Linked DNA regions of Anas platyrhynchos: region 2 is linked to region 1. The links are chromatin contacts, called in public Hi-C maps. All regions are on one chromosome and are shown on one strand. The core of a region is the stretch at or near the end of the contact, and the rest is flanking DNA. Distances in the headings are between cores, read along the strand shown. Region 1 overlaps INSIG1 (insulin induced gene 1). Region 2 has its middle 42 kb from the start of INSIG1.

Region 1 (7,431 bases), core at 1,780-4,279:
GAAACTCTAGCTTGAGCAAATCTCGTTCTGGCCCAATTCAGTAGGAAAGTGTTTGTAAGTGTTCTGCTTAAAAGTATGCATGTGCTTCAGTGTCTCACCAAAGCTGCCTTCAGGTGTCTTAAATGTGTGGTGTCACTGAAGATACCTGCATTGCAGGTGCTTGTGGTTAGTGAGGATGTGGTCCCAACTCCTCAGAAGATCTGTAGTTTCCTCCTTACAGCTGTTTTTGATCTTGCATCTGTTTGAGTGAGGGTTTTGACTAAAAACATTGGAAACAGAAGCAAGCCTAAAATGTGACTTAAACTGCATGTGAAGAATTTTGAACAGCTTGTTTCCTTAATTCAGTTTATGAAAGAGATCACTACTTGTTTTTATCACAACCCTATAGAACTTGCAATCTGTGATTGCCATGTGTAAAAAAAGGAAAGAAAAAAGTGCTTATGTCACTACATTAAACATTTGGTGTTTCTTAATACATAGTTCTGTGAGCACAATGTATTCGTTTGATAGCTTAGACCACAGTAGACCTAAATAGCAAGTATTAGGTCTTAAAATTGAAGTGCAATGTACAGTAAAAATCTGAGCCTTGTATTCTCTTACATAGCGATCATTTCTTATGACAGATTAAAGAGAAGAAGGTTCTGAGTTCATTTCAATGCTGCATGGAGTCAAATGGAGCAATAATTTATTTAACTAGTAATAGTAAAGCTAGTTTTGTTGTATCTTTCATCAAACCCAGATTTTTAGAAATACTCCAATTTTGTGGTTATGGTGTACTTGTAAACTTTTATGCATTTGCCTTTTTGTATTCTACATTTTTCGTGTGTGTTTGTTTCCACTCTTACATGGCTTCTGATGTAATTAGAGGCATCTGTTAAAGACTGACCCGTCAAAAAAAGATGTTGAGGCAAGGTAGCAGCATCCTGGCTGTTTTCACTCTTCTACGGGAATGCTCTAACTGCTGCTTGTGCTTCTGTTTTGGAGGAAGAGATTAGCACAAAGACGGTATTACAAAACAGCCCCCAATTCTAATCTTGCTTTGGTGTGAATTGAGTAATTTCACTGGCATAAAATCCTTTTCTCAACTGCTTAAAACCTAAAAATATAATCATATAAGTCTTCAGATCAGGACTGGATCAGCTCAGATACTTTAAGTGTGCTACCTGCTGGAGAGACAGTTTTGAAACCATCTTAAAACTATTTCCAAAACTTCATAAAACTGGATATAAGATGACTGATCTCTACGTATATTTGATTGATAAAGTATTTAAGATTTATTTGTAAAGCCTGAAGCTAGATCTGTATGTGTTAAAAATAACGCAGCCAAAAAATGTAAGTCAAAAGTTCATTTTTTGCCAATACTTAGAGGTACCTGAACCAAAGTGATTTAAGTTTGGAAGAGGTGGGAGGGGAGTGAAGAAAATTTGCACTATGCTGAATTTGAACACTTAAATTCTCATTCTTACTGATAAGTTTTCATTGGTGTGTTTGGTTTTACACTTTTTTTACTATTAAAGTTCTACGATCAAGTCACGTTTGCCATGGGTTCTCTGTATTCACATTATGCAGGAATCTTTCTTGAAAAGGACAGTTGTTATGGTTGCATAACTAACAGTCAGTCATGCATACTCAGTGGTATTAAAAAAAAAAAAAAAAGAAAATAATAATCCTAAACTGAATTTATAAGATTTAACTTTTAGAAGGTTTTCCAGCGTGAATTATAGGGTTTAAGAGAAACAGTTTTGCTATTTTGCCAAGTGACATAAGCGTGTGTTACTGCCAGGTGAATTAGGGTACAGAATGCTATTACCATTGTCTTCCAAGATACTCAAGTTCATAATCTGAAATAAAATACGGAGGGTGCGGGGTAAACATGCTACGTCTTGCAGCTTGGTTGTCTGCAGAGATGTATCACTAAATGCCAAAGCATCTTACAGCGCACACAGCAAGGAGGAGTAAGCACGGCTGGTAAGGCTAAGTGCTGCTGAGGCTTGCACCATCTGATTTAGGAAAGATAACATCTTGATAACTTAAACAAAGATTTTGATTTTACTTTACCCAAGTGCTTGTTTGGGGCTTCTAGAAGCTGCTGTGTTTGTAGGGGAAGCAGTAGAATGGTTTTGTGATCAATCTTTGTCCACTTCGCTGCAGTCTGTTGGCTTAGCTTGAGCAGCCTTCATGATGAGGTTCCTAACTGCTTTGGCATAGCCAGCCTGCCTTCTGTTCAGCGTAACTCTGCTGCACAGCTGCTGAAGCAGTAGCCAACATCTCCGGTCTGAGCATGGCTTGGATCCTCCAGGTGCGTTGCTTTCCCCTCAAACTTCTTGAGCTTTGTCAGAAGGAATTAAAAAACATGCACAAAAAGATTTGGGATGTAGCCTGGTGCCAAAGAGAACTAGGACATCTGACTGAGGGTCTCTCTTTGAGACAGGGAAGTGTGCCCAAAATTTCTACGTGGAGAAAAAAAAAATATATATATATATATCAGTCTTGCCAGAAAGTGTGATGATTTGGCCTGTGTTTAGTTCCTGCACACTCATTCTGTGGGTTATTCAGCCTTTGGTTTTAAGCGTGGGGATTTGCAGGTGCTAAATTAGCCACAGGAGGGCCCATAGACTGTTCGCTGAATGCAGCAGGAACATATTGAGGTGAATAATGAAATTAAGTCTCAGTAGCCTTGCTGCACAGCAGAGGAGCTCCAAAATTCATGAGAACAAAGCATTACATGCAGGACTAATTGGACAAAGCATACTTCTATGGAAAAAATCATTAAGGGTTCTACCTCGGAAGCTTTTGAGGGGTGTCTGTCTCGAGGGGACACAGCTGGAGAGGTCCCTCCAGCGAAGGGGCCAGGACAGCATCCTAAAAATAATGGTGATTTCCTTGGGTAACAAAGCACCACGTGAGTTGCCCCGCCTCACGTTGTCATCCTTTCCCTGCTTTTAGCTTTTAAATCCTGTTGTGCAATGACATTTTTCTGTCTTCGCAGGCTACAAATGCGGGTTGTGATGACAGCTTAATAACAGCGGGGTGAGGAGAGCAGTTTTATTGCACAGCTGCGTGATAAGGAAGGCGGTAGGTTGTAATCGTGCTGCTGGTTAACCCTCAAAGACAGAATTCAAAGGACGTGTGATAATTTCTGTAAATAAAGCATCGCTGCTCAAGGAGTCCTAAAGGGTCAGAGCTTATGAGTTCAGCTCAGTGAGGTTCCCCCAGCTGTAAATCATGTTTTCTCTCCTATGGTAAGTCATGTCTAGGTGGTTTCAGAGCCCGGTTACATTAAATAGCAGGCAAGTGCTGCAGAAATTCCACCAACTTGTTACATATCCTGTAGTAATGACAGCAGATCAGCATTTTTACATGGAAATCAAACACGGCTGCCCTGCTTCTCCTGGGCTTGGTGCTGGGAAGGGGAGCTCCAAGCTCCCTGACTCCTACAGCACGTGGTCCAGGGGGTTCTTTGCACCGGTGTTGTTTTCTGATTCATCAAAAGCAGCTGAGCAGCTCATAGCTTCAGAGTAGCTCATAGGTGACTTCACAGGGGTCAGATTTATTAGTCCTGAGTGGTTTTAGCCTTGGGTTCTTCAGGACAAGAGCACTGGTGTTTTGAATTGCAGTGTACCCAAGAGACATGAGAAAGCCTCAGATCGGGTGTCTTGGGACCACCACAGCTTGGAGGAGACTGACTCCTGCCATACAGAAAGGCCCTCAGCCAGCTGGGGACATGCCCAGCAGTACCTACAGCCCCTCCTGCCGTCACCAAGGGGTTGTGGCATGTGTGTGATTGAGCAAGGGGCTCGTGATCCCTCTGGGGACAGGTGGAGTTCTTAAACCTTGGACCTGGACACAAAGGAGATGTTATGTTAACATCAGAGGTCATTTGGGAGCAGGAGGCAGTGAGATCACTGAGAAGTCACTGCTTTTGTGAGGGCAAGGCTATTATTATTATTATTATTATTATTATTATTATTATTATTATTATTATTATTATTTTATTATGATAAGCTGCCCAGAAATCCCAGTGAAGCCAACAGAGACATGAGGCAGAATTCCTCCTGAGCTAGGGAAGCATCACCAGAAACACCCCCTGCTGCCTTGCCCAGCATTAGGAAAACAGCTCCCAAATAAAACTTCAAGGGCTGACTTGTGCAACGGAGATCTTGTTGGGGCAAGCAGAGCGCATCCGTTTCCATGCTGAGCTGTGCAGCAGTGAACTTCTTTGCAAGCTCTGCTTTTAAATATTTTTCCTTTCTGGAAAAATATATTTTTTTCCAGAAAAATATATATTTTTTCCTTTTCTTTACGGAGCTGTGCTCGCAGAGGCAGCAGCAACCTTAGGGGGAGAGCAGGGAGGTCAGGTCTAAGGGCTGCATGTCCCCTACTGGCAGCCTCGGTCATGTTTAAAGCCACTGAGCAATCGTCCTACCAAAGCTCCTGTAGGTCACCTTCAAACATCTTGCTGAAGGCTGTGTCAGAACGGGTTGAGAAAGAGTGAATAAAAACATCAGGAAAAGAGCTCAGATTTTTACCAGATTTCTTCTTCTTACATGCAGAAAGCCCTTGCTATCAACAGGACAGATCCTAGGGTCTTTGCTTAGTTTTTACTTTGTCTTTACTCAAACACCCTGCAGAGCTGCTGGGGTGAAAGTCTTACCATGGTACAAATTAGTTCTTACTCAATACGTACTTAAAGAAACAACCCGGAGACTAATAATTCTCTCGTCAGGCCCCGGTTGTGAAACACGGGCATCTGCCAAGAGTTTTGACGCCCTAGGTTATGGAAGGCAAACCCACGGGGCTGAGAGGTTTGGCACAGGAGACCCACAGCCTCCGAGAGCGGCAGCTGAAGGCCACGCAGAGGACGTGGGACATTTTGGGTGGCACAAGTCTTCAGCTTTGAATCCCAGCATCACTACCCACTAATGCACAAGCCAAAGATATCGACGAGCACTTAAGAAGAGAAATACCAGCGCTTCAGGATCGTGCCCAACAATTAAATGTTGGAAGTAGACCCCGAAGCCAACAGCACGCAGATATCCTATATAGCGTCATCACCCCCACCACCAGCAGTCGTGGGAAGGAGTCAGGAGAGGGAAGTCTAAATGCAAAGTTACGAGGTTGCTAGAACAACCAGCCCCACACAGGGGCCGGCGAGTGAATCCCATCATATCGGCAGTGGGATTTGGGGAGAGAACAGCTGCATTTGCCTGCCTGCTCCTTGGGCATGTTCCACCTGCTTAATTGAGGGCAGGTCCAAATGAGCCATCTGTTGACCTGGTTGAGGAATCAGAGTTTGCCGTTAATTTGAAGATATTTTTACAAAGTTATTAAAGACCTAGAAGGAATGGAGAGACGAGTAAAAAATGAAGGTAAGAAGCTTTGCCTTGGAGGCACAGGTAATATCTGTAACAGATGCTACACCCTATGCCTAAGCTAATTGTTAAATGAGTCACCCTGGCAAAAGAAGCATTAATAAAGGGAAGCGAAGACTGAACATCTGGAAAATAATATGAAAGGAAAGAATTTTCATATTTTGGAACTCCTTGCTGGGTGGGAACTGCTTGGGGAGATGGCTCTAATTGCTTGTCTGAGAGAATGAGAAGTGAGGCTATTCCCAGCCCGCCGTCAGCACAGTCGCTGCCTGTTCCTCCCTGCTCCCTCGCCCCAGCGCTGCAGTAACAATGCAGGGCCCCGACCTGCAGGGGCTGAGACGTGCTCTTCATCTTCTGCACCTCTCCTGGACAGCGATGTGGGCCTGCAAAATGTGCACCCGCCTCCCCAGGACTTGGTCCAGGCTGAGGAGAAGCTGGTGTGAGCAGCCGAGTGCTAGAGCTACAATCGAAACAAGGTGGTTCGGTGGCACCCGGGTCTTGGTGCTGATGAGTGTCGGCCAGGATTCATTTTGCTGCCCCCTCTGTTTGTTTGGGGCTATCTTGGCCATGGCCATGTGGTGGGCTTGGAGAACATCAGCCCTTCTGCTGCCTGCTTTGTGCATTTTTGCTGGGTACGGGGAGCTGAAGACATGGGCAGGTTTCTCCCAACACGTTTCCCTGCACACACCTCCGAGGAATGATTCTCCCACCTTTCCTCCATTTGGACTTCTTGCTCTTTGATTATCTTGCCTTTTCTTTCAGTCTTTCCTTCTTCCTCGTGGGAGAAGTCCCTTCACCAAACACCCTCAGGTAGCCCTGGGCAGCTCCTGGGCAGGAGCTCTGGAGCATCACCCCGAGAGGACACCGCAGGTCGGCAGCTGGAAAATGGAGAAAGAAGAAACACTGAGCAAGGGCTCAGCACCAAGACAGGAGACCTGCATCTCTCATTTCAAAGAGACCATTGTTTTGCTGCACAAGCCCTGCTGTCTGATGCAGGAACATAAAATGCAAGCAGTTTGATCTACTTTTATAAATAGAGAATAAAACCCACTCAACCGCTCTCCAAACATGATGCTGCTCCCAGCCCTAGCGTGGAGGCACCACCAGTGGCACGTCAAGCCCTCTGGAGCTTTTCTTTCCAACCCCAAAAAGGGAATGGAAGAGTTTTTCAGTATTTCATGTTTGTGTTTTTCTAGATAAAGGTGCAGAACCGAGCAGGGGTTGGATACCCTTCTGCTGGGTGCCCGGTGTGCCCCAGCTCTCACCACGCTCTGGTTCCACCGGAGGGAGGACAGCGTTGGGTGGGTATTTCTCCTTAGATGAACGCAAAACCATCACTAACCAGTGACCCCAATCAGCTTTTTCCCAATTTTCTTCCAGAATACTCATGCAAGAGAATCAGTTTTGCAGGAAGGGTGATGGGAGGGGTTGAACAGGACAAGCTGGCACAGGGACGTGGCACCAACCCAGGGGCAGGGCGTTTGCCGCGATGCCGTAGCGCAGTGCTCGGGAGGGACATTGGGGTTAGGACTGGGACAAGCAAGGACGCAAAGAAGGGTCCCCAGGACCATGGTGTGGGTGTGAGGAATGGAGCTGGTGATGAAGGGCACCTGGACACCAGCCCTGACCCCTTCCTTAGCAGCATGGGCAGGCAGAGGCTGCAGCACACGAGGGTGCGCCGGGGGGCTGCGGCCGGGCACGTGCGTTCCCGAAGTTGCGCGCAAGGATCCTAAAACGTAATTATGAAATTTTAAAAAACAACTTGACGTTATAATTATAACGGTTCCTGGAGGAGCCGCGTAATTGAATTCTAGGGTGTCTCGCTCTCATTGCAGGCGCTAACAAGAGAGCGGCTCAGCTTCCCTCGCAGCCTTCCCGGAGCCCGGCAAAGCTCGGGAGACACCCAACAATTCAATTATTGTTTCCCCCTGGAAAGCAGATCATTTTAGACACGCGGCCAGCTCTAATTACAAAGGAGAGGGGGGAAATTTCTCGTGTCCAAAATTATTTGACTCATTAAAAGGGTTTATTTTCCACGAGGCCTAAAGCAGGGATGGAG
Region 2 (6,902 bases), core at 3,046-5,545, 51 kb before region 1:
GCTTCTGATCAAACATGGACTGATTTTGTTTCTCTCATCTTTCCCATTAATTATCTGACCATTAATGAAATATGTCTAATATGCTCCTGATGGGGTTATCAGCTGCTTTATCCTCCCGTTTGGTCCTTCTGGTCATGTTATCATCTTTCTCTTTAATTCCTCTAATGAACCGAGAAAGAGAAAAAGTATGTGAATAAATTAATGTGTGAGGGAAGGCTTCACATGCTGTTGGGGAAGCAAAAGAAGCTCAAAAGTTTGCTGAGCATACGTGGCAGTGAATTAGTGACTGGATGAGCACACAAGCATCAAAAGCAGCTTTCATTCAGCTGCTCATCCACAGCCACGCCAGCTTGTCCTGGCAGAAGGTCCCAACAGCATCGTGTTGGCTGCCAATGGCACCTAAAAGGTCAAGTTCCTGCTCATGAAAACCACTTGGTTCATGGCTCAGGGGAAGGGATCTAGGCTTTCCTTCACCCTACACCTCCATACTGTGGTACCGACAGTGATGAAGGACAGGGCGGTCACACATTCCTTACTATTATTTTACCAGTAGTTTTTTATTCAGCACCTCTCTCATCAGCTCTCATACTCAGAGTCATAAGGTTAGCACAGCATCAACCCACGGGGTCCTCTTTGGGGTCTTCTCAATTTTTATTCCCAGATTGGTCTGACAATCAAGAAGGCTGTACCAGAAGAGGGCATGAGCCTGGGTCCCCTTTGCGTGGTCACAGAGATTTGGGCAGAGAACAAATCAAGATAAAGTTGAGATATTTTTGAGGACAGTGACTTTAACTATAAAACCGAAGCTGGGCATGTGTGGAGCTTTGCAAAACCAAAGCTGTGCATGGAGAAATACTCCCTGTTTCAACAAGACAGCTGTTAAATTAATTTATCAGGTTTAAAATCACATCTCAAGGACACCAGGCATTTTGCTAACACCCAAATGACCTATGTTCAAATCCATCACGCGTCTCAATGTGTACAGCCACAGTGTTGCTGTAGCTGTGGCCTTTGAAGATTGCTGGATTATATCTGTCTACCTGAGGGCATTTTTGTTCTTCACCATCTTTTCACTTGGTCTAACCTTAACGTGCCTCATCATGAAGTGCTTTGCCTTGGTTTCATTGTGACACAGAACTGCTTGACCCTGTTGTGAAACCCAATACTTCTTTTCCTGCTTTCTCTGTCAAGGCCAGGAGCAGTGAAAAGCACCCTCAAGCAGTTTGTTGGCATAACTGCAGCTAAGGCAGCCTGCTGGTAATGAAGGCACCATCCTCTGTCTCACAGCACGCTTTCCTCCTTCAGTATTTCAGCCCACTGGAAACCACCTGGATGAGTAACTCTGGGTATGGAATACCCCTCTGAGCTGCTTCTCTTCAGAAGAAATTAAATGTGAAATAAACATGGAAGGCCGTCAGAAAAAGATGAGTGTCCAGCAATATGAGCTCCTTAAATATGTCTTGGGTGCTGTCCTTACTTGGTCTAATTGTAATTTTGTTAATGTGGAGTTCAACCCTGAGCGTTTATGAATTTGTGCAATTAGTGCCTTTAGCAACTCCTACAACTAGAGCTGATTTAAAAATAGAGCATTTTTAGAGCTATGACAAAGGCTTGAACATATCAAAATCTCAGTATACAAAAATTAGGAGAAGTAAAAAATTGCTAATTTTCAAATGCCCTCTCTGCTTGGCAGTCTCGCTGCAAGAAAAGACAATAAAGAAAAATCAGTGTTATTGCCATGGTAAGTCAGTGATGTGGCAGGGACACAGCAGGCATAGCCCATAAAACTGTCATCATTTATTTCCTGAATTTTCCAAATGGTAAAATCCCTTTCAATTTTACAGCATTCTCCCTGCGTTCGTGACTTGAAGTTGTTTAGGTGCAAGATCATACCCACGTCAGCTCTAATTTTAAAGTGGGTATCCAGTTGTTTCTACCAACTTTACAGATACTTTTCTACTAGGGAATTCCTTAGACAAAAGCATTAAAAATTAAAAGATATACAGAGAAAAGAAAAAAGGCTGAAAATATGTCTCAGGCAATTAAATAACATTACTCATTTATTTTCCAACTCATCTCTCCAGGCAGTGTTGATGTATTTCTCAGGGCATCTTCCCCTTGCCCGTTCCTCTCAAGAGCATGACTTTCAGAAAGTTCCTAATTTTAATCACGTCCTGCAATGAAGCTCCGAATAGAAAATTAGAAGCAGTACAAGAGACAATGTCACTGAAGAGTGACAACCTTGAAAGACTTTGCTCTATATTTCATGAGATGTTAGGGCTGGCGTCTCTGAACCTGTGTAGCCCTTGTACATCGAGCTCATGGTTACCAAAGAAACTAGCCTTCAACACATAGCCCAAAAAGTCTTCTTGTGCATCCTTATGGACTTCACAAGGTAGACATGCACTGAGCTACTTCATTATCCAATGCCAGTGTTCCTGGGGGTCCCTGAGCTTCCTGGACTGCCCCATGTCAGCTCTGTCTGCATGGACTCCTGCCTCAGGAGGCTCCAGAGCAGCTGTTGTAGGATCTTCAAGTCCTCCATCAGTAGGACCTTCAGGTCCTCCATGGCCAACGACAGAGGTTCCTGGAGAGGATGAATACTGGTAGTGTGGATGTGTCCCCTTGTTTCCCTGAAATACCACACATCTCTGCAGATGTCGTGGTTATGTCTGTCTTTCCTTGAGGTGTTGAGTGCCATGAGGCTGCAGTGGTGGGCTTCTTCCTCGACATCTCTCCAGGAATGAAAGGCAGAAGCCCATGTCTCCTGCTCCTGCATGGTGCAGCAGTCAGCAAGGACCAGAGCCATCCTTGGCCACCACATCATGAAAAAGGGGATGGAAGCAGAGGATAGAGGTGTGAGGCTGGAGCTGGGCTGGTCGTTGCTGTTGGCAGGCCCATCACTAGAGGGAGACCAAGATCTACCCTATGGCTGGTGGGTGTTCACCTCTGGCTGGAAAACAGGAAAGATAATCAGTAACATAGCATTTTCCTCTTTATTTGCCAAAAAATATTTGGGGTCCAGATCAGGGAGACAGTTTGATGTGATTACTACATCATGCAGTATAGCCTGTATGGATGCTGCATCATGTCCTCAGGATCTCCTTGATCTCCTCCCAGTTTAACACCGTGGCCCTGGTTCATGTTCTTAGCAAGCAATACCACTTGTCTGCTTTTATTACATGACTGAAAGAGGATTTGGTCGGTCTCTGTGGAGAAATGTCTACATCTGAATCACATCCATTAGGCTTCAGATACCAGCTGGGGCTTTGCCACTCGGAAAACTATTGTTGCTGTGCTTTTATGCTTTGAACCAAACAAAAATCAGAATTGATATATTAGGCTTGGAGCTGCCCTCTGCTCCTCATGATGGCCAAAATGGGATGTGCTCTGAAGGTTAATCTTGGTTTTGTCCCTGTGTGTGCCAGGAGAGGAGACTACCAAAACGTGTGGGACAGAGCTGGGGTGGCTCTGCCACTGCTGGTGCCTTGGGGTTGGTCCAGGAGGACAGCAGAGGTGTCCGTGCCAGGCTCTTCCCGCACCATAAACCTTGCTGTCACACCCAAATGAGACATGGTCATGCAAAGACTAATTGCAGTGTGAGTCCAGTGTGTCATAGCAGGATAACCACACCTGTGCAACAGGTGACACGAGCTCCACGTTTCAGGAACAACAAGCACGTAGGGAAGGAGCTCAGACAAAATCTTCTAGCAGATAGTCAGTTTCCTTTCTGAAACGAAGTACTATTTTTGGAAGAGAAAGGGTACATACATTAGCTAGTAAACCCCCTACATCTATTCTAACTTGCATGACACTCTGGTGGTTGAAGTTTCTTACCAAAGCCTTCAAGCTTCTTTGTCTAATTCATGGTGCACTTGTAATTTCTGGCCCCTTCTTGGAGCATGCACGTGAACTGATTTATTTTTTTTTTGCGGCTGGTGTTTGCTGGGTGCTCGTGGCCCCTCCGCCTCATCACTCCTCGGGGAGCAGCAGCTGCAGAAATATTTGCAGTGCAACCTGATGAGGCTCATAAAACACTGCGAGTGCAAACACGATCAGATTTACAGAGCCGCATGTGTCCCACAGCCACCGGGGGCTGCTGTCGATGGAGACGGTGACAGCCACCATTTGTCACTTGGTAAAAGGGCACAGCTCGCCTCACAGACCAGCCCTTGCTTTTATGCAGCCCTGGGTATTCATCCTGTGGGGATGCAGCCAGGCTGAGCCTGCTGGAGAGGTGCCACCAAGCTTTGCTGCCCTTGGTCTGGGCAGGGAAACAGCAGAGGAGGGTGTGGGGTTAGGAGGGTTTGTGCCAGAGGTGGAGACAGTTAGAGATGTATTAGCTTTTGCATCAGATTTCAGCATTGCAGCTGGCCTCTGCTTTCCCAAACGCAGCCCCTGCTGCCTCCCAAACCTGACTTTCTGATTTTAAAAGGCTGCTGCTTGTGCCATGGGTGTGCCACACTCACAGCTCCATCCCTCTGTAAGATCTCCTTCCATGCAAGGCCAGAGGGGGGCTTCTTGCTTGCAGCCAACCACCACGAATTCTTGCTTTCTTTGTGCAAGTGAGCTCAGTCAGAGAGCTGCTGGATACTTGTGCCCGTCACTTTTTCACATTTTGGCCATTTTTTTTTTTATTATTATTATTTTTTCCCTACTGCACCTGGCCATGCCTGACAGATAGAAGACACCCAGAAGCCTTCTGCACACACCCTGCACAGGTACAGATGTCTTCTGCACATCGAGAGAACCATCCCAATGCCACCCTTCACGTGCATGAAAATAAAAGTGTTGGCCTGCTAATCAATTCACTGTGCAGAGTAATTAGGAGAGGGTTCAAAGCAAAGAATAGAGAATGAGGGGTTAGAATAGAATGGAAGGGTGAGAACAGAGAATTAATTCCTTGCACCGTGTTTTTAAAACGCTTGCTACAAATCACGCTCTTTCCAGGCCCCAACAAAACCTAATCAGCAGTTAATCTTCTCGCAAGATAACTTCATCAGCCAAAGCAACTCATGATAGATTTATTTAACCATGGTATTAGTTCATCAAATCACAGCCTCATTATAGGCTAATCTCCTCTCTAGCCCCAGAAGGAGTCACGGACGTGACAACCCATCTCCTTCTAGCCCCAATGCCATAGCTGGGTCTGTGGATCTGGAGGAAAAACAAGGTTTTGCTTGGTCTCAGCCTGAGTCTCGTGTGTTGGATCCGGGAGGGGTTTCCACAATCTGGGAAAGATCCAAAACACTGGACATTGAATCCGGGAGGCATGAGAGTGCAGTCCTGATACAAGACTTTTAAACAAATCAAAGGGATTATGAAATGTATTAATGAAGAAAAAACACAAGGAGCAATTCATGATGAGACGGGAGCCAGTCCATGGTCAGCTCGGCTGCTGTAGCTGTGTCACAGCTCACCACAAAAAGCTTGTTTTTGTCTCCATCTGCTGCCACGTCTGGCTTTTCTGGCTCTTTAAAGAAGTCCAGGAAGTGTCAGGTCACTTGTTTTGGAGGCTCAGCATCACTTTAGAGCCACACTGCTGGCATACGTGGACAACACTTTTCTTGGAAATGTAAGGTATTGCTTAAAATAAATGGCAGGCTGATAATAACATGGTCCTCCACAGATCTCACTAAGCAATAATTCCCAGAGATTTCCAGATCTGGAAGGTTTCAGCTGGGAACAGCCCTTTCAATTTAAGCCGTCACGTTGTTAACCTCAGCAAAATTGCACAAGCAGCTGATGGAGCAGTTCCGCAGTGCTGTCAGCCAAAGCCAGAGCTCTGAACATGCCTAGTTCGGAACAATAACAAAATAAAATAAAATAAAATAAAATAAAATAAAATAAAATAAAATAAAATAAAATAAAATAAAATAAAATAAATAATAATAATAATAATAATAATAATAATAATAATAATAATAATAATAATAATAAGAGAAAAAAAAACTGTGTTGAAGCCACCTAAATACTGCAGTGGTCTGCCAGCAGAATGGTCCACAAGGATAAAACTTCTTGGCTGCTTTAAAATAAAAGTATACTCCACCAGTGTGGTTCACCACATTTTGAAGTCTACAAGAGCACTGCTGCTTTGTGTAGCAGGGAAATGAGGATGAGGAGCCGTGGCCGAAGCAGCCCAGGAGCGGTGCTGTTTGCCTGCCTCCCATTGCAGGCTTGGCAAGAAGCTGGTGACTGCAGCCAGCTGTCCTTGAATATCATTCCAGAGAAAAGGATGTCCTTAAACACCAGAAAGCCATTCTGCAAATTCTCCTTGGGTATATCTGCTCATGTTTTGGCTCCACCAAAATTCATCCTCAGCCTGGTCAACCACACATGCCATCCTTGCCCTGCTGCCCCACCATGGTGCTCCCAGCAAAATCATGCATCCAGCTCTTGGAGGCGTCCATCCTAACCCCTTTTCAGCCAGGCTAAGGTGAGATGCTCTGAGAATCCCCCTCTGGCCTGACTACATCTCTCTGTGGGCATCAAGAAGAAACAAGAAGCTTTACAGAACTGGGGTAGGCTCAGACTCCAGGTGAAGAAGCCCAAGTTTATGTGCCAGTACTGCCTCGAGTCAGTGGTCTCTGGAGAGCCTTTCAGTCCCCCACAAAGCAAGCAAACACCTACACTGCTCTGCTGACGTGTTCCACTGATGGGAACTGCAGCCCAGACTCCCACGTCACGTGGAGATGCCTACGTGGTGACACCTCATCGTGGGTGTTTCCTTTGGGATGCCGAGTCCCTCCCTGGAGGGCAAAGAAGGATTTATGGGGTTGCAGCCACCCCGCAGGAGATCTGACCTCGGAGCCACACACAGATTGTGGTTATCGTGGAGGGCAGACACCGAGCACTGACATTTTCAGGACTAGGGTCTATTGAGTTTGGGCTTGAAGAGGGCA

Evidence for each region. A called contact is a pair of places that touch in the nucleus more often than the background predicts.
Region 2: a Hi-C map of small yellow follicle shows a contact between it and region 1, with 3 times the contacts expected there. The contact joins two enhancer-like sites. A contact is called at or near these places in 3 of 8 Hi-C or Micro-C datasets (F5 follicle, liver and small yellow follicle).

The regions. Positions count from the first base shown.
Region 1 is chr2:151,304,224-151,311,654 of IASCAAS_PekinDuck_T2T, reverse strand. It overlaps INSIG1 (insulin induced gene 1), which reads left to right. Exons shown (of 6, transcript XM_005026017.6): 6 at 1-1,533. Among named protein-coding and RNA genes, the nearest start is that of INSIG1, 11 kb to the left of the region's middle. Within about 2 kb of position 3,029, at least 2 of the 8 cell types and tissues checked have an H3K27ac peak or open chromatin away from gene starts, as enhancers often do.
Region 2 is chr2:151,357,249-151,364,150 of IASCAAS_PekinDuck_T2T, reverse strand. No RefSeq gene overlaps it. Among named protein-coding and RNA genes, the nearest start is that of INSIG1, 42 kb to the right of the region's middle. Within about 2 kb of position 4,295, at least 1 of the 8 cell types and tissues checked has an H3K27ac peak or open chromatin away from gene starts, as enhancers often do.